Linked DNA regions of Sus scrofa: region 2 is linked to region 1. Evidence: chromatin contacts called from public Hi-C data. All regions are on one chromosome and are shown on one strand. Each heading gives the region's core, a stretch centred on a gene start, on an enhancer-like site or on the middle of the called end of the contact. The rest is flanking DNA. Distances are from core to core; before and after follow the strand shown. Region 1 holds the start of TOMM6 (mitochondrial import receptor subunit TOM6 homolog). Region 2 overlaps TRERF1 (transcriptional-regulating factor 1).

The links. A called contact is a pair of places that touch in the nucleus more often than the background predicts.
Region 2: a contact with region 1 is called in a Hi-C map of retroperitoneal adipose tissue, with 1.6 times the contacts expected there. The contact joins the enhancer-like site here to the promoter of TOMM6 in region 1. A contact is called at or near these places in 3 of 47 Hi-C or Micro-C datasets (brain, mesenteric adipose tissue and retroperitoneal adipose tissue) and 1 of 2 datasets of contacts at active chromatin or transcription factors (alveolar macrophages).

What each region holds. Positions count from the first base shown.
Region 1 is chr7:36,971,048-36,977,872 of Sscrofa11.1, reverse strand. It overlaps TOMM6 (mitochondrial import receptor subunit TOM6 homolog), which reads right to left and starts at 1,395. Exons shown (of 1, transcript XM_013977927.1): 1 at 995-1,395. The coding sequence starts at 1,126. The coding sequence ends at 995. PRICKLE4 (prickle-like protein 4) reads right to left here and starts at 5,536. Exons shown (of 8, transcript XM_021098686.1): 1 at 5,394-5,536; 2 at 4,516-4,623; 3 at 3,724-3,861; 4 at 3,261-3,464; 5 at 2,525-2,729; 6 at 999-2,064; 7 at 149-253. The coding sequence starts at 5,525. The coding sequence ends at 1,691.
Region 2 is chr7:37,337,106-37,343,025 of Sscrofa11.1, reverse strand. It overlaps TRERF1 (transcriptional-regulating factor 1), which reads left to right. Exons shown (of 18, transcript XM_013977938.2): 17 at 1,173-1,420; 18 at 5,619-5,920. Among named protein-coding and RNA genes, the nearest start is that of MRPS10, 11 kb to the right of the region's middle. Within about 2 kb of position 2,960, at least 18 of the 83 cell types and tissues checked have an H3K27ac peak or open chromatin away from gene starts, as enhancers often do. A contact at or near this core is called in alveolar macrophages and retroperitoneal adipose tissue, where this site is marked.

The DNA of each region.
Region 1 (6,825 bases), core at 146-2,645:
CATTTAACCAGGAATAGCCAAGAGTTGGTTTTACATCCAGTCTCTCTCCTATTAACCATTAAACTGTTGTGTGAATGGCTGATATAAATTATATCTTCTCCCAGCCTACAGGATGCCTAAAACAAGTGGAACAGTGGTTAGTGCTTACCTTTATGGCTAAACCCCTGGCTGAGGTGCCATCAGGTCAATGTCACTCAAATTCCTGGCCAGCCAAACGCCTGCAGCAAAGAGCCCCAAATTGAGGATCAAGTTCCTGGAAAGAGAATGCATTCCATGGAATTCCCGTCGTAGCTCAGAGGAAACGAATCTGACTCGTAACCGTGAAGACACAGGTTCAATCTCTGGCCTCGCTCAGTGGGTTAAGGATCCGGCTTTGCCGTGAGCTGTAGTGTCGGCGGCAGACGCAGCTCGGATCCTGCACCGCTGTGGCTGTGGTGTAGGCCAGCGGCTACAGCTCCATTTCGACCCCTAGCCTGGAAACCTCCATATGCCGCAGATGCGGCACTTAAAAAAGAAAAAAAAAAAATGCATCCCATTAACCCTGTGGTCCCTGAGTCAAGTGTCTTCGGTTAATGAAAGACACTGAGGGAAAAGGCTTCCCATCATCACCCTAGAAAAACCTCCCCGAGGCAAAAACATTGCTTAAAATCGCAGAAGCGTTGATCATTCCGTAATAGGTTGCCCAAGACCCACGTGGTTATTTAGGGCGCGTTTCCATATCTAATAACAGCAGAGTCAAGTGCAAAGCAGCCTTTCAGGGTCGAAAAGCCTGTTTTACGTGTTGGTGTCTCCTCTCCCTGGGTCCCTGTGGTCAGGGTGAGAGTCTCTAGACAGAGCCCGCGACTGAAAAGAGCGCTCTGGCCGGGCGGAACTCTCCCAGTCAAAGGCCTCGGCAAAGCACACCCAGAGCCACGAAGAGATCAAGATGTTGGCAGTGTAAAAAATCGGGAGGGTCTAGCCTCGGCGAAGAAGGGACCCAGCTCCCGCGCCTCGGTTACCTCCGGAAGTCATTCCTATCGGTAGCAAAGCGGTAGACGCCCCGAAGCCAATCTCCCACGTTGTCTGGAATTTCGGGAGCTTCATTTGACGAGCCCGCAGGGTTCACGCCAACCCCAGTGGAAGTCATGGCAGCACCTCCGAACTCTGCGAGGCCTCTCTCTACCCACCGTGCCGGCGCCGGCGGATCACGCAATTTCCGGTCTTGCACTTCCGCCGGCTACCAGCAGGCAGAGGGCGCCGCTGCTGCAGCTCGACCCGACTCCGGGAGGGAGGGAGAACTCCAAGCTCTGCGGGAAGCGAAGCGCCGCCCAGCTCCAACCTCCCCTGGTCGGGTTCCACCTCCAGCTCCCTCTTGGCTTTCGCCCACCCGTCATCATCACTAGTGGTCTCTTGAGTGATCACTTCATTGGCTCAGGAGGAGGATGAGGGGGATGGGGCTGCCCAGCCTGTTGGGGTCGGATAGGGGCTCTCTTAGAGGGGATGCGTAGCTTTGGGGAATGGGGTTCCACAAGAGTCTCCACGAAAAGTGTGCGGGCTGAAAGGAAGCACTCCGAATTTATCATCTCGCCGCCTCTCCCAGCCACGGCCCTGATAACGTTCAGTCTAGGATTTTTATATTGGGGGGGGGAACCTCGCTCTCTTGCCCTACAGTTCACCCTCCCACCAGCCCCTCATTCTCCGGGTTGCGCTACTAGCAAATGGTGCAATGCTTCCTGGAGGTGTCGCTGTCCCCAGCTTGGAGACTTCTGGGGGTCTCCCAGGGCCGGGGAAGCCGCTGGCCTAAGAAAAATCCTTCGGGTTCCGATTCAGAGGAAGAGGAGCAGGTGGGGCAGGGAGCGTCCTCCTTGGGATCAAGAGGAGTCTCCAGGAGGCTCTGCTCTTGCCCTTTGGGTGCCTCCGCTTTGTTCCCAGCTTGACACTCCTGCTCCGGACTGGATCCAAGCATCTCCGTCTGGGTTTCCACACTAGAGTTGTCGCCAGTGGCGAGAAGGGCTGCCCGGGAGATGGACGCAGACTTCCGCAGGTAGCTGTCGGGGTCTTCACCTCTGCCGAGCTCCGCCTCTCCTGTGCCAGGCCGGGTCAGAAACACCCGCCTCAGAGCCTCTAGTCTTCTCTGCAGGATCCGGGCGGCCAGTCCCCGTCGGGGCCCAGCCTCCCGCCCCGCCCCTGGGCCGTGCGCGCCGCCGCCGCAAGTCCTCTCCCGGCTCCCGCCCCACCCCGCCTCCGCCCACCAGAGGGCAGCCGCGGCCCCAGCTCCGGAGCGAGTCCCGAGCCGCAGCCCCAACCGCGGCGCGGGGAGGGTTCGGGAGGCCCTTGGAGCGCTCCGGCCAGGGAGGCGCGGTGAGAGCTGCGGGCCCCGAGGCTCGGGTCTGGGGTGCGGTGGGGACGACGGGGGCGCTACTGGAGGGACGGGACGGCGTGGGACCGGGGTGAGGGTCCCAGCCCGGGAGAACGCCCCCCCTCAGCCCAGCCCAAGCCGCTGCCCCCTTCCCCTTTGATCTATCTGCTCCTTCTCCTCCCTTACCCAGGGACGCCCTGCCTTCCTGGGTTCCAGCCGGCCTCGAGCCGGCATCTGAATAGCGACTCTCAAAGCAGCTGGGGCAGCAGGGGTCACCCCCCGGCAGGGCATAAAGTCCCCCGCCCAAGGGCCCGGCGCAGTCCTGGCAGCAGAAGTGGTTCTCGTGCCAGCGCCGTCCTTCGGCCTCGGTGCAACGCCGGGAGAAGATCAGCTGGGAGAGGGAGAGGGGAACGGCTCATTCATTCATTCACTCATTCATCCATCCGATAACCACGCCTTATGCCCAGTTAACGCTAAGCACGTCTACAGACATTCCCATCTGATCTACTCAGCCACTCTCGGATGCGGGGAGGGCTAATTGGCTTAGCCAGGATCCCCCAGCTAGCAAGTGGCACAGTCTGAAGAAGTACGACCCGGGTCGCCTGGATGCCCAACCCAGGGTTCTGTGCTGCCTCTTGTGCCAACGTTACAGCAGTTCCTCGCAGGAGCAGGCACAGCACTGGGCACCCGGCTTACTGAGATGAACGTCTGTCCAGGAGTCCCTGCTCTGGAGAAATTCTAGTTCAAGAAAATCTGGGGGTCTTTGCTTGTGGTGGGGGAGGGCACAAAGGCAACAATACAACTAGAACTGGCTCCTAGTTCTCTGTACCTTACTATGTGGTACTGGAAGAGGTGTCTCATTACATCCTGAATCGCTGGACCCTGGGCAAAACCCCTCCAGCCCCTCCCCTAGACACTGTACCTGGTCACAAGCCGGGCACCGAGGCCGCAGCAGCTCCGCATGATGACGGCCGCAGTAGAGATGCCCATCGTGGTAGAAGTAGATGAGGTTTATCAGGGCCTGGCCACAGGCCTGGCAGGCGAAGCAAGCCGGGTGCCAGCAGCACTGCTCTCCTGCCCTGGCTGCGAACACTCCATACTCCCCTGGCCTCAGCGGCTCCCTGCACTGCGGGGCCAGGGTGCTGGGCTGGTCAGAGGCTGCCCCACCCTCCTACCTCCCCTCCTGATTCTTCCATCCCAACCCTAACCTAACTGCAAGCCCACCTCCACTGCAGGCTCCACCAAGAACCCCTAAATTTGGTTTCCCTTTTTCCTAACGATTGCCCAACTGTCAATCCCCACCCCAAACCAGAGTCCCTCCAGCCCCGTCTTCGGAAGTGGGAGGGCAAAGAGAAGGAAGGAGAATACGGGGAGGTGCTACATACCTTTTCACAGGTGCATTCTTCAAGCTTGGGAGGTACCAGGCGGGCCACCCCCTGTCCCAGGGCCTCCCTCCTCCGCCAGGCACAGAAGAGCCTCAGTTCGGCCAGCTCCTCCTCCTCAAGGGTCAGGCAATATCGCTCCTACAGAAACAGGCATCCACTGTGACCTGGGGAGCCCCAGCAGGCAAGACTGAAGTTTGATGGGAGAGAGGAGGTGTAGCCACTGGGTCAAAGGATGGTTGTAAAACCTCAGGGAGGTGCAGGAGGTAAGGGCGCAGGAGGGTGTCGACAAAGAGAGAGGAAGAGAGAACTGGTCATCCCCCACTTCTGACAGCCCCGCAGCACTTAACCCTATCACTCGGCTTCAGGTGATATCATGGCTTCGGGCTCCCAGTGATCTGTAGCTCAGTATCACTTCCCACTGTATTTCCCCTACTTACACCATATGCTCCTGCCTTGCCTCCTCCATAGAACTGTAGGCCTTTAGGCTGGGCACCCCCAGGGCCTCAATAAATACTTAACAACCATGCTCTCCTCATTTGCACATTCCATTCTCGGTTTCAAAAGCTGTTCATGTCCATTTTCCCATTTGCTCTTCAACTAAGCATTGTGGTGGGCAGAGCAGAGGCTATCACACCCATTGTGTAGATGTAAAAGCTCAGGCTTTCAGGCTCCCAACTAGCGGCACAGCTAGGCCTGAAATCCATGGCCCCTGACTTCTGGACCAGACTTCTCCCCACATTAAGTAGAGAGTAGGGAGGCAAGAGAGGGAAGCTGGAGAGAGGGAGAACCCACATCGCTGTCCTGTGGAGGGAGCTGCTGCAGGAGGGTCCGGAGCCCAGGCCAGCTGGGGGTTTGGCTGGTGTCCAGGTCAGGGTGCCCCAAATGCAGAATTTCAGGATCCTAAGGAAACGCAGCAAAAGGAGAGAAGTAGAGCTAGGTTTTACCTCCCTTCCCCTCCCCTTCTTTCCTCCCCTCTTCATGGCCACCTCTTCTCCAATCTAGGACAATTTCCAAACACCTGTCTGTCCCCCTCCCCTCCCATTTGGAGGTTCCTCCTTCAAGATCAAAGGGACAGCTGATCCACTGCCATGTTTGTGGTCCAACTGAGGCAGGCTGGGAAGGGCACACCCCAAAACAGTTTCCTTTTTTTTTTTTTTTCGGTCTTTTCAGGGCCGTACCTATGGCATATGGAAGTTCCCAGACCAGGGGCTGAATCAGAACTGCAGCTGCCAGCCTACACTACAGCCACTGCAATGCCAGATCCAGGCCATATCTGCAACCTACACCACAGCTCATGGCAACCCTGGATCCTGAACCCACTGAACAAGGCCAGGGATGGAACCCACATCCTCATGGATACTAGTCAGGTTCATTACCACTGAGCCATAGCAGGAACTCCATTTCCCCTTCTCATGCTCAAAATCATAATGCCTTCATTCTTCTGCTTTGATCAACACAGACCCCTCTAGGAGAAGTCACATATTCATGGGAGGAAGTTTAAAGATATTGAACCCCTGTGTCCTGAGGGCGTTACAGGGACAGGAATTCCTGCAAAGAGAAAGGGCTGCCAGAAGCTGGCACAAAGGCTACCTCTCACCTGGTTAAATGGGAGGAGGTGCAAAGGATGGAGGGGATGCTGGTCTCAGAGGGAAGGGCAGGACTCCTACCACCTGAGCAGAGGCCTCCTCAGGGTCCTCCTCTGGCCTCTGGCCTGGGTTGCTGTCTGGGTTGACTGGTGGATTTGGCTCCAGAGGGGTAGGCCTCTCTCCTGGGTGTGGCCAGCCAGAGTTCAGCAGTGACATTGATGGCAAAATCTGAACAGAAAAAAAAGAGGCACCTCCTCTTCATTGGGCCACGACAACATGCTAGGCAAGCAAAGTGCTTTGCAAGCTTTATCTCCTTCAGTCTTCCCAACGACCATGTGAATTAGGTGGTTTTCTTGTCACCATTTTACTGATGGACCAAGGGCGGCTTGGAAAGCATAAGTGGTCTGCCCAAGGTCACACAGCTAGTAAATGACAGAGCCAGATCTCAAGGCCAAGTCTTTCAGTTCTTGAGTTTCTGCACCTCGAACTCTGTCTGGGGTCTCCCGAGATTGGGATGGAGGAAAGAGGAGGCCCACAGAGGAAGGAGGGGGCATTCTGGCTTTTTGGTGAGCCTTTGGGTAGACCGGCCCCTGTTCCCCACCTCCCCAGCCATAACGCTCACCACCCCTCACTGCGTGCTCAGGGGTGAGCCCACTTCCTCACCATCCCCTGCACCAGCCGTCTTGCCAGACATAGGCTTGGGCCAGGAGAAGGACCACTTCACCGGGAGACTCTGCTCAGCTTCTCCAGCCCATACCAGCTTTCCTCCCCTGAGCTCCAGAAATAAGCACAGTGGGGGCCCCAAGATTTAACAACTAATGTTTCTCTTTGCTCGCTGGGCTCTCTCAGCACCTCGTCTAGTCTATGTGCTCCTCGAGAACAGAGGAAAATCTTGCACTTCCATCTTCTATCTCTAGTGGCCCTTTTGTTGAGTAATTCTAAGAGCATCTCTTCAGGCCTCCTCTGGGTAAGCCCTGGTATGGCCACAGGATCTTGAGGATGGGAGGTGAAGTACAAAAGGGATGGTCCCTGCCCTCAAGGTGCTTAGTCTACTGGGTAAGACAGAGATGAAACCAGGCAGGATGGGGCCAGGGTTCTGGGCAGATAGACACAGCACCCTAGGAAGGAAAATAACGAAAGCAAGCTTTTCTAGAATGTTTACTCTGTGCCAGGGACTATCCTAGCATGTTACATAATACAATCCATCTTCACAACAATTGTATGAGGTAGTTTCTATGATCCCACATTACGGTTGAAACAAACTGAGGTTACTTAACTTGCCCAAAGTCGCATTAGAAGGCTAAGGGAAGCTTTAGAGGAGGAGGTTACCTTCGAGAGCAGGGATGGATTCTGCCAGCAGCTGGGCACAGAAGGGCATCACCCTGGCCCCTGTAAGACCCAGCTTTGGGGCTGGGAACAGGGCTTGGACTGAAACAATTATACGGCTTCCCAGACCTGAGCTCCCACCCTCTGCTATCCTTCCCTGCTTCCTGGCTCCGCACCCATCTGCTTCCTG
Region 2 (5,920 bases), core at 1,711-4,210, 360 kb before region 1:
TTCAGTGGGTCCTCCCATTATCTGATGCATTTAACAATCTGGAAGGCAGGGCTCTTGGAATTCAAGGGTGTGGATTACCTCCCTTATGGCAGTGACTCTCAAGTGGGCCACTTTTTGTCCCCCATGAACATTTGGCAACATCCAGAGACATTTTTGTCACATCTGAGGAGGTGCTGCTGGCAACTAGTGGGCAGAAGCCAGGGATGCTGATAAGCCTTCTGAAATGCTCAGGACTATGCCCACAACAGAGGATCATCCAGCCCCAAATGTCAGTAATACTGAGGCTGGGAGACTGTGCTTTATGATGAGCCTCAAAAGACCAGGTTGTCCCCCTTTCTAACATCCTGCAATAAATGTGGGGGTCTGAAGCTTTGCTTCAATGCTGGCTGATTGGAGCTGAGACGTAACCTACCGAATATATCAGAGCCGCTAATGAGTGTCTTTCAAGCTGTGCCTCTTGAGGTATTAGGCTCCCCGGAGGAGGGATACAGCTGAGCAAATAGACTCGATTCTGGGATGCTGTCTATTTCAGCTAGAGCACCTCTGCTTTGAACTTGGAATAAGGTCTGATTTTTTTTTTAAGTGAAGAACAGAAGCGAAGGGAAGGGCAAAAGAAAGAAAAAGGGGGAAGAAGGTAGTACCTGGCTAAAAAAAGTTTGAAAGCTGGTCCAAACCTCTTCATTTTTCAGATGGAAAAAATAAGATGTACGGAGGGAAAGTGGCCCGTGGGCCTCCCTGTGAGACAGAGGGGCCCAGGTTGAGCCCCCAGTTTTTGATTATAACAACAATGTGCGTTTCACTTGGCGCAGAAGTTGTGGTTGTGGGAGTTCCCTTTGTGGCTCAGGGGTTAACTAACCTGACTAGGATCCATGAGGATATAGGTTCGATCCTTGGCCTCACTCAGTGGGTTAAGGATCTGGCGTTGCTGTGGCTGTGGTGTAGGCTGGCAGCTGCAGCTCAGATTTGACCCGTAGCCTGGGAACCTCCATATGCCTTGGGTACAGCCCTTAAAAAAAAAAAAAAAAAAAATGTGGTTGTGGTATTTGATCTCTACTTTCTGTGGCATTTGCCCAGAGTTTGCTTATGTAAAACCTGTGCCCTGTCATTAGACACTGTTTCAAATATCCCATGTTCTGCCAATGAGTGACTAATAACCCTAATTTCCTTTTCAGGACTGTAGATGTCATGTCACTCCCTTTCTTCCCCAGGTGTTCAGCTCCCGACAGGCACTGAATGGCCACGCTCGCATCCACGGTGGCACCAACCAGGTGACCAAAGCTCGGGGTGCTGTCCCCTCTGGGAAGCAGAAGCCTGGCAGTGCCCAGAGCGGGTACTGCTCAGTGAAGAGCTCGCCCTCCCACAGCACCACCAGTGGCGAGACAGACCCCACCACCATCTTCCCCTGCAAGGAGTGTGGCAAGTGAGTAGAACTGGACCAGAGACTGAGTCTAAGTGTGTGATGAATAATGGCTCTGTGGGTGCTGGACCGAAATGTGCTGAGGTGTCACCAGGGTAAAAAAGAACCCAGGGAGTTTCCGTTGTGGCTCGGTGGTTTAAGAACCCGACTAGTACCCATGAGGATGCGGGTTGATCCCTGGCCTCCCTCAGTGGGTTAAGATTCCGGCATTGCTGTGAGCAGTGGTGTAGGTCAGCAGCTGCAGCTCTGACTCAGTCCCTAGCCTGGGAACTTCCATATGGAGCAAGTGCATCCCTAAAAGACAAGGGAAAAAAAAAAAGACTCTCCAGATTTTTCCATATACCATCCTTGGGAGTCTACATATCGCCTCATGGTAGGTGGACCTTGCCTTTGACTCAGAGTACAGTTATTCTGATGTCCTGAAGCTTCGTAAGGATGGACATCGTCAGAGAGCAAATCTCTACTGACACAATGACACCCTTTTCCAGAAATGGTAGATGGGACTCTGACTCCCATTTCTTCCTTCACACCCAAACCATAGTCACTAGTGCTGCTGTCTTTGCATCCCTGCTGAGTGATTGGCTCTAAAGCACTTAATCAGGAGCTCTCTGTGGCAGAAATGGCTTTCTTAGCAATACTGCTCATTCCTGCACCCAGGGCAGGCATTACCAATCAATTGCTACACTCTTTGCTCTCACATTAAGATGAGACTCAAATCCTTTCCAAGCCATCAAATCCTAATGCTTCAAGCTGGCACAACCAACTGATCAGAGTTGACTTGCGAGATAAAAGCTATTGGTCATCTCTGCCCATTTAAGTATAATATAAAGCAACAAAAAGAGGAAAACTGTCAGTAGGTAGTAATAAAAATACCTCATGCTGACGTTTACTGAGCACTTAATTTTATTCCATGCTTTATGCACATGAGCCCCTCTCAGAATCCACACACAGAAACTGCATGGGATGCAGATGCTGCTTTATCCTTGTTTTACAAATAAGGATTAAACATTAGGTAAAATGACTTGCCCCAGGTCATACCCCCAGTAAGAGCAGAGCTGAGGTTTGAACCTATGTGTGTTGAGAAACAGAGCCTGGGCTTCTGACCACTGTTCCATCCTGTTGGTTTGCTTTGTTTATTTTATCAGTGATGGTCGGTTGCCCACAGATCCCTCCCACAGCATCCTGTGTAGAATTCCAGTTTCCTTCTCAGTGAGTGTGCCGCCTAGAGAGGCTGTCATCGGTGACTTCCTTTGGGAGCCTTTTGCTCCGTTTCTCCTCCCATAATGGCCAGTGCCGTAAACGTGCAGTGTTCACCTGAGAGATACCCCCGGGTAGCTGCTGAAACTCGACCAAGAGAACATTCTTGGCTGTAAGAATGCGGCCACCTTGGACCTCCGTTTATAATATTCATTCTAATGGAACAGTTCAGGCACTTTTGAGGCGTTTTGATAGTTGCTGCCTTTTATCAGTTCCTCAGTATTTGCCTGGCACGGTTTTAAAGGCTATCACGTGGGGAGTTCCTGTTGTGGTGCAGCGGAAACGAATGTGACTAATATTCTTGAGGTTGCGGGTCCTATCCCTGGCCTCGCTCTGGGTCAGGGATCCGGCGTCACTGTGAACTGCGATGTAGGTCGCAGACGCGGATCGGATCCCACATGGCTGTGGCTGTGGTGTAGGCCAGCAGCTGCAGCTCTGACTTGACCCCTAGCCTGGGAACCTCCATCTGCTGTGGGTGATATTTCATGTATTGATGAATTTGACAGGCCCCAAGAGGTCGGTACTCTTATTAGCCTTAGGTCGGTGGCACCTGCCACAGTGAATTGAAACTAGCAGCTCTCCTTCCCTCTGTGAAACAGAGATGGGGAGACTGACTTAAGTGTGGGCCCCCTCCTCTGAGCTCTGACGTCCTTCAGACCCACATGTCCTCTTCATGTCACCGAGAAATAAGTGAGCCCCCGGATTGCTCATGAGGCTTATTTCCTAGAAATAATGCAACTCCCTCAGGCTGACTCCATCTGTTTGCCCTGGGGTAGAAGAGCTGGGGGCCTGGAGTCTCCCCAGTTTCTTCTGGGAGGAAAGAAACCTTCCACCCCCTCACCTCTAATAGGCTACAACTCCTTCCTCCACTAGGTGGCAACAAAGAACATTTTGACAACTGAAAAACATAGGTTATTTCCAGCTCTCAGGCTCTCCATTAAATGTTTTTCTTGTCTTATTTTTATGTTGCTTAGGACCTTTTTCTCCCATAACTCCAGTTAAGATTTTATGGAAAATAGGAATGCTTTCTCTGGTTTTCCAGACTCGGAATAACACTAGGCAGATGTTTGCAGAATGCTTCTTTTAGCTGCTGAAATCGTGTTCATTCCAGTTAACAGTTTTCAGTTATGTCCAGGGGTGACGCATCAACTCTAAGACATGGGTCTTAGAAACGGGTTTTTGTTTTTTTTTTTTCTCCTTTGTGAGCTCAGGAATGATGAATTATGTCACCCTCCCTCTCCAAAAGCAGGCAGTCTCACAGCTGGACAAACTTTCTCTGAAAAAGGTCCAGATCAAAATATTTTAGGTTTTGCATGTCTGTCTCTGTCACAGCTATTTTAATTTTGCTATTTTAATGCAGAAGCAGCCGCAGATGATCCAGAAACAAATAGACATGGCTGTGTTCTGGTAGGACTTTATTTACAAAGAAGAGGCAGGGGTATTTACAAAGAAGAAGCAGGGGGCTGGATTGGGCCCAATGACCATGGTCAGCAGGCTCCTCATCCCCGGGTTTCTCAGCCTCGGAACTGACATTTCGGGGGCTGTTGATTCCTTGTTTGGGGAGGAGGGCCTGCCTCCTGTGTTTTAGGGTGTTTCACAGCATCCCTGGCATCTACCTGCTCGATGCCAGAAGCACCACCCCCATCCCTAGATGTTGCCAGCTATTCCCTGGGAGACAGAGTCACCCCCAGCTGAGAACCACCGTTTCCTTCAAAAGCAAACAGGAGGAGGAGTTCCCGACGTGGCTCAGTTGTTAACGAGCCCAACTAGTGTCCATGTATCCATGAGTACACGGGTTCGATCCCTGGCCTTGCTCAGCGGGTTATGGATCCAGCGTTGCCGTGAGCTGTGCTGTAGGTCACAGATGCAGCTTGGATCCCACGTTGCTGTGGCTGTGGTGTAGGCTGGCGGCTACAGCTCCGATTTGACCCCTAGCCTGGGAACCTCCATATGCTGTGGGTATGGGCCCAAAAAGACAAAAAAGAAAAAAAAAAAGGAAATTACGATATAGCATGGCCAAGACAAGAAGAGGGTCTTGGGGGGAAGAGGAGTGGTGGATGCAGCTCAGAAGTCAAGTACTGCCTAGACAGAGGAGGGCCACTGGACTTGGCCTCACGGTTCCTAGCGCTCTTGAGCGCTTGGGCTGAAGCAGAGGGTGGACAGTCCAGTTGGAGCGGGTGGAGGAAAGAGGAGCTGTGCCGAGTGTGTGTAGGCAGATCCTCAAGAATTTTGATTGGAAGAACAGGGACAGGAGGCCAGAGGCTGCAGGGGAGTTGTTTTATGATGGAAACCACCAGAGTTCGGCAGCATGATTTGACGATGCTAGGGAAGGTCAAGAGGAGAGAGAAAGGGGGACGATAAGGAGAAAGGTGTGCCCCAGGCCCCAGAGGGACAGGAGGCTTTGAGAATTCATCCTCTGTGGGCACAGGGAGAAAGCCTGCCACACCATAGTTGGGGTCCTGTCCTCATCCCCTTTCCTTGCAATGCTTGAAGGGACGTGCCAGGTCGCAGGGGGAGGAGGTCTTATGGGCTCAGAAGATGAGGACCCTGTCAGAGCCACCCCAAACCAGACATCAGATCATGTACCCGCTACTCCCCTATAGGACACACGGGTTTCCAAGAACTCAGATCCTGAGTTTCCTGGCTCAGTGGACACAAATCCAGCTAGGATCCATGAGGACTGGGGTTCAGTCCCTGGCCTCATTCAGTGGGTTAAGGATCCAGTGTTGCCGTGAGCTGTGGTGTAGTTTACAGACGCAGCTCAGATCTCATGTTGCTGTGGTTGTGGCTGTGGTGCAGGCCGGCAGCTGCAGCACAGATTCGACCCCTAGCCTGAGAACCTCCATAAGCTGCAGGTGCAGCCCTAAAAAGAAAACAAAACAAACAAAAAAAAAAAACCCTCAGGTCCTCTTAAATTTCACATGCTGCTGCTTTTCGTTTTTAGAGTCTTCTTCAAGATCAAAAGCCGAAATGCGCACATGAAAACGCACAGGCAGCAGGAGGAACAGCAGAGGCAGAAGGCCCAGAAGGCGGCCTTTGCGGCCGAGATGGCAGCCACGATAGAGAGAACTACGGGGCCGGTGGGGCCGCCGGGGCTGCTGCCCCTGGACCAGCTGAGTCTGATCAAACCCATCAAGGACGTGGACATCCTCGATGACGACGTCGTCCAGCAGTTAGGGGGCGTCATGGAAGAGGCCGAGGTTGTGGACACCGGCCTCCTCTTGGACGATCAAGATTCAGTGTTGC